Regions from separate parts of the Gossypium hirsutum genome. Here region 2 is linked to region 1. A link is a contact called in public Hi-C data. All regions are on one chromosome and are shown on one strand. Each heading gives the region's core, a stretch centred on a gene start, on an enhancer-like site or on the middle of the called end of the contact. The rest is flanking DNA. Distances are from core to core; before and after follow the strand shown. Region 1 has its middle 5.3 kb from the start of LOC107916846. Region 2 holds the start of LOC107945765 (cytochrome P450 81Q32).

Evidence for each region. Hi-C and Micro-C count contacts between places; a contact is called where the count stands out from the background.
Region 2: a contact with region 1 is called in a Hi-C map of hypocotyl, with 4 times the contacts expected there. The contact joins the promoter of LOC107945765 here to the enhancer-like site in region 1. A contact is called at or near these places in 5 of 34 Hi-C or Micro-C datasets (callus, cotyledon, hypocotyl and 1 more).

What each region holds. Positions count from the first base shown.
Region 1 is chrD12:9,829,173-9,832,533 of Gossypium_hirsutum_v2.1, forward strand. No RefSeq gene overlaps it. Among protein-coding and RNA genes, the nearest start is that of LOC107916846, 5.3 kb to the right of the region's middle. Within about 2 kb of position 1,824, at least 2 of the 9 cell types and tissues checked have an H3K27ac peak or open chromatin away from gene starts, as enhancers often do. A contact at or near this core is called in hypocotyl and leaf, where this site is marked.
Region 2 is chrD12:9,981,551-9,984,911 of Gossypium_hirsutum_v2.1, forward strand. LOC107945765 (cytochrome P450 81Q32) reads right to left here and starts at 1,547. Exons shown (of 2, transcript XM_016879881.2): 1 at 550-1,547; 2 at 1-472. The coding sequence starts at 1,434.

The DNA of each region.
Region 1 (3,361 bases), core at 574-3,073:
ACAAAGGTTTTGAGATAGACTTGTAAATTTACAAAAGTTAGATGTTAAGAGTTTGGGACAATTTGATCAAAGATCTGACAGAAATTGGAGGCTTGGCAGTTTTTAAAAGGGATGGAGAGCTGGTTTCTTATTTTCAAGAGAACAAAGATTTTCTTTACAATTTTTCTCTCAAGTCTTCTTAGTTTTTTCAACTTAATTTTTTTTTATTCCTATTGACTCAAATGCTATGGTAAGTTAATTTTTCATCAAATTATCCAACATTTTCATTTTCCAAGCTCATGCTAGTTTGGAAGAACAAAGGAGGAGTTTGAGTTTTTGATTTCTTTGTATGATAATATTTGAGTTTTCTAGCAAGATAATGAGTTTACCATCTAAAATTTATTATTTTTTAAGTTTGAGAAATGGATTTTTATTTTTATTTTTGCATTCTTTTTCATTTTTTTGAGACTTTTTAAGATAGAGTGAGAGAGTTTTGATCTGAAACTTTCTTTTTCGTTAGAATATTTATTTTTATTATCACCGCTATTTTTATACTAAACCACACATTAAACCCATCTTTATATTTTAAATTTCCATTGTTGAAAGCTTAAAATATTCGAGAGAGTATAAAAGCTTGAGTGACATAATATCCAAAGTTATCACCACCTAACATGCAATTGGCCGTGCCTAATATGCTTATTACCTAATATACTCTAAATGCATGTAATTTCTCTTAAATGATAAAAGTGAAAACCTATTTTAAAAATAATTCAACGTGACTTCAAGCGTACTTAAATTATTTTTTATTTAATTTAAAAATTGGAGAAAAATAAAGATAAATTTATCTAATTTCTTAAAAATATTAATCGATAATTGATTATACTTCAACTATAATTGAAATGATTAAATTCACATAAATTCGAGTAATATGGTCAATTAATTAAAAAAAATATTGGTTTGAGTGAAAGGATTAAATATATGGAATAATATTTAGTACACTATCAATGAAGTTTTTAGACTCCGCAAGGAAGATCAGGGGATTAACAAGTATTATATAAGAGTATAGTAAAATATTTAAAAAATAAATATTTTTTTAACAAAGAATTCACATGGTAATTTTTAAAGTTTGCTTGTGAAATAAATAAAAAGAGCGCATTATCAGTGTATCCAATACTAACCCTAAATATATATTATATATATACTAATTTTTTTATCCTATGCGATGCACTGGTTAGGTTGCATGTATCAATTTTAATATTTTATATTTATTTTTTAGAAAATTATTATAATATTTAAAACATTTCAATAATATTATGATTGAAAAAATTAAAATAATATAAATTTTTAATTATTAAAATTATGATAATTTGTAATATGGTAAATATAAAAATCAATGAAATCTCACCCAATATATTGATAGATGAGGATCTATAGTAAATCAAAATGTTTCCTTATGCATTTGAAAATAATTTAACCAACATCTAATTTAGCATAAATTTGGAGTTAAACATAAATAAATATACGTACAAATCATAATTATATAAAGAAAATAAGTAAATAAATGTAAATAAATATACATATTCATGCAATATTAAGAAAATATTTTAAAAAAAGAATCACTTTAATTCACATGTCATTATACGTTATAAATATATACATAAGAATATAATATTTAGAATATATATATATATAAACTAATTTCACATAACTATAGTTAGTATGACATAAATACAACAATTAAAAATAAATAAAAATGGGCTATTAAAATAAACTTAAAACCAAGGAATTATACCATGCCCAAAGTTTTTGGGCGAAAAGCTTGCTGGGCCAAGTTGAGATGATAGAGTGGCCCTCGCGAGTTAAGCCACCGTCGTCTACAATGACATGATATAAATGCTATAATGAAAAACATGACCTTCCTTTTGATCAATGCCTTGCATCGCAAGTAGCAACTTACTTTTTTAACTACTATTTATATACATACTTTAAAAAAAAGAACAACTTGAATCCCAAGAAATAAATTAGCTAATGTCTAATAAATATTTCAAAATATTATAAATAGGATTTCTCAATAATGTTTAAATATTTTTAAATTGAAACTTGAAAACCAAAAAAAAGAAGTAAATAAATGGTGAAACAAGCACGATGCCCAGCAAATCATTAGCACATGATTAAATGTGCTGGAGAGAGAGAAGGAATCATTTTAAAGAAATCCAAGCCATGTGGGTTTTAGGCTGGAAATTATTACCACCTTCTTCCCCACGGAATCAATCACATGCAAGGTGAATATTACCACCTTGAGAATGGAAGACATGGGCCTACTGCCCCCCTTCTTCCTTAACATCAACAAACAAATAGAATAAGTAGATTTTTCAATTGTGCCATGCACCCTCCCTTTTTCCATCACCCAATTGTTGGACAGTATTTCCCTACTGCCACACTGACAGCATGTTGACTTCTTTCATCTCAATATACCAAATATTAAGTGCTTCTCATGTTTCATAACTTTCTTATATCAATTTCATAAAAACATACTCTCTTTTTTATATTTTATTGTTTTTTGAACTTTTTTTTAAAATTCCACATCTTTTTTGTAGTTAGGCGAAATGGGCTGAATTTCGGACAAAAATAAAGGAAAAGGTATGATGATCAGTAATAGACCAAAAGTTGGCACGAGGGCCTTGAGGCCGTCTAACTCTGTACAAGTTTTGTTGTTAAGGCAACTTCAATTATGGGTCAGTGATGGTACCTTAATGTCCCTGCTTGGGATCGGTTCACTACTACCCAAGTTGTACCACTTTAAGCAAAATGAAGCATAGAGTGGTTAGAATGGATGAGAAGTAGGAACCCACAAAAGCCGACATGCAAGCCAATAGGGAGTAATGGTTCAAATATTCCCTCATTATATTCTCGATCTTCAAATTCACAATGCCTGATAATGGTATCACTACACCAAAACAGGCTTTTAGCGGCATTTTTTTAGGCCTTTAGCGGGCTTTTTAGCGCCGCTAAAAGTACTCCGCTAAGAACAAGACCTTTAGCGGCGCTTCTCCCACAAACGCAACTAAAGACCAAGACCTTTAACGGCGCTTTTATCACAAACGCCGCTATAGACTATGACCTTTAGCGGCGCTTTTATCACAAACGCCGCTATAGACTATGACCTTTAGCGGCGCTTTTATCACAAACGCCGCTAAAAACATAATCTTTAAAAAAAATTATTTTAATCAAATAATATTTATTTTTATGATAAATATTATATTATGTTTTGTTTTTTAAATTTGAACTTTAAATATACTTTTTAAGGATAAATAAAAATATTATTTAAATTAAATTTTCTATGAAAATTTTAACTTTAAAACTAAATATAAAAATTAATGAA
Region 2 (3,361 bases), core at 297-2,796, 150 kb after region 1:
CTAAAGCCAGACCCACCGTTCGTTGAGCTAGATTGGCCCCTGGACACGACCTCCTACCCAACCCAAACGGCAAGAGCTTCTGAGAATGCTCTATTTTCTCACTATTACCATCAAATCTCTCAGGCTTAAAGCTTGTTGGATCATCCCATACGTTCGGGTCTCGATGGATGGCCCATGCGTTCACCAACACAATTGTGCCACTTGGCACGTCGTATCCTCCTATGCTGCAATCAGTGGATGGCATGTGTGGGACCAAAAGAGGCGCTGCAGGGTATAACCTAAGTGTCTCATATATTATACTTTGAAGGTAATGCAGTTTGGGAACATCTGATTCTTCAATCAGCTTTTCTTCACCAATTAAATTGTCTATTTCATCTCTAGCTTTCTTCAGCACTTGCGGGTGATTTAACAAATTGGCCATTGCCCACTCCATTGTCACTGATGATGTATCAGTTCCTGCAAATAGGATCACCTGCACACGACACAGCAATATTCTTAATTTCATCATACTTACAAAGTATTGATCAGAGTAGAAAGACTGAAACTAACCATTATGAACCCCTTGATAATTTCATCAGTGTAGTAAAGAGGATCAGATTCTTGCATGGAAAGGAGATGATCAATCATACTATTATTCTTCAGTTTATTACTTCGATGGTCGTCAACCAACTTCTGCAAAAATCCATCCAATCTTTTTCCAAGCTTTTTCAGCTTTCCTTCAAACCCTAGACCAAACCAGTTCAACACAGGCAAGTAATCTGCTGGATTTCCCGTTCCACTGTTCTTAGCTACCTCCACCATAAGCTCCCTAAACTCCCTGGCTTCTTCTTCATTCGTCACTTCATCCCCGTAGTACCGTTTTCCCGCCAACATCCTCATTATGTTGTTAAACGTCAAGTCGGAAAGCATGGGTTTCAGCTCCACTTTGACGAAGTCCTGACGCGAATCAGTCGACAGTCTTAGCATCAACCGCCTGGTTTCGTCTTTCCGAACGTTTACGGAGGCGTTTAGGCGACCCGAAGAGAAGATCTCGGTGGCACCAATTCGACGTAAGTTGCGCCAATGATCACCGTAAGACGAGGAGATAAGTGTAGTGTAATTGTAGCCTAAGTGCTTGGCGATGATGAACTTGGGTCGGTTTGCGAAAATGATATCATTCTTGATCAAACATTCCTCGGCTGCGGTCGAGGACGACACCACGACCATGAGCCGGGAACCAAGCTTGACAGAGAAGATCGGACCATATTTTTGGGAGAAAGTGTGGTGCAAACGATGGATGGGTGGTTTTAGGAGGTGAAGGTGGCCAACAATGGGGAGTGACGGTGGGGTTGGGGGGAGGTTTTTACGGTGTCTTCTTGATCGAAGAAACAAGTTTAAACAAATGATGAAAAATATAAAAGAAAGAAATGAGTAGAGAGTTATTGATTCTTCCATTCTTTTTGGCTTTACTTTTGATGGGTTTTTTTTCTTCTTTTTATTGAAACACCTAAAATGTTTATATATCGGGCTTACATATAAGTGTCGTCCAAACAATTAACTCTAGTTTCCAAATTTGACCTACTTTTCAATGGGTCAAATGTTTGATTTTTCAAATGCACTAGAAAGTTTGATCTTTTAGGGTCATACCATGTTTTGCATTACTTATCTACGAGTCGAAGTTAAGAAATTTTGTTAGGGAAATTAAGATATAATGCATGAATTTGATGAATTTTAGTCCTTCATACTTTTGAATTGCTCAATTTTAGACCTATACTTTTTTGTTTTTGAAATTTTAGGTAACGTTGGTTAAATTCTGTTATTATGCGTAAAATTGTACATTTAGAGCTAGTTTAGCATTACTTTTGAAAAATGTTTTTAAAAAGTTTGATTTAAAATCTAAATGTTTAGTATTGTTGACAAAAAAAACCTTTTAAGAGCTAAAATATTCATTTTAGTCGTGATGTTGTAAACTAAAAAAAATGCATTTAAATAGTATTTAAATTTTTTATATTACAATATTTCAATAAAATATAAAAAATAATTTATTGTAATTCATTATTAAAATTTTGATTATGAAATACAAATTTTGAATATTTTAAAGTAATTAATATTAATTATTTGTAAAATTCAATTTGAATATATAAATTATATTAGACACCAAAAGCATTTTAAAAAACAATCCAACATGTATATTTTTTCAATAAAACTAAAATGTAATTTAAAATATAATAAAAGAGTTTTGACCTACCTAGGTCAAACATGCCTCCTGCATGCCATACGTCATTCATTGCACTTGAAATAATTGAGTTCCTCCGCTCGACTCCGTCTCCATTTGTGCTTCTTCTTTTTCATGGACTCAACCCGATCTTTTAGGGTCAGATTTTTTTTCGGAAAATTGGGTTGGAGCGAGTTGAGTTTAGTGAAATTAAAAAATACTCAGGTCGGGTTGGATTTGAGTCCGATTCTATCTTGAGAAATACCCTTAATATATACATTAATACATATATTAAATTTTTGTTTTCAATAAACAAATATATAAATAAAAATAAATAAATACACTAAGTTTTAAGTTCAAACTAAATAATAATAATCTTATTTGGTTTAAAATAATTAAATCAAATTCGGGTCGAGGTGAGGCGAGGCGAGGCGAAGTCTGATCTATTATTAAATTTTGAGTTTGGGGTGGATTTTTTTTTCTTAAGAGTTGAGGTTAGGTCAGGGTCGGGATGGATTGGTCAAATTTTGAGTTAGGACGAGCAAAAACTTACCCCACATTGTTGCCATCCCTAATTCTTGTTAAGTTTTTTTTACATAACATCTTGTTTAAGTTTGAGTTGAATATAAGTGATGAATTAAAAAAAAAACTAGTTTTTCAATTCTAGGTAAATTTTTGTTTTCATCATTTAATTTTAAAAAATTATATTTTGGTCACTAATATTTTTCAAATTGTTTTTTTTGTTACCCGATCGTTGATCGCTAAGTGGCTAACGGTGGCATTTTTTTAGTTGGTATAGGAATAATTTTACTTTTTATACTTTCAATCAATTTTACCCTTATTATCTATAAAAATTTTAAAAATAATTTAAAAATAGAAAATTCAATGTAGAACTATTTATAAAAAAATTAAAATGTAAATAATATATTATCAAAATTATAAAAAATAGAAAATTATAAAAACCATATAAAATTTAAAAATATATATACAATATTTTTAAAAAATTAGTAAAGTTACGAAAAAGTTATAAAAATATTTTTAAAAAAATTCTAAAATGAATTCTTTCAATGGATTGAAAAAAGTAGAGTGACATTTACATTTCCATCCTTCATACTAGTTTTGAGGGCTATTTATTTTTACACTTTTTAAAAGTTTCAAGTTTTATAT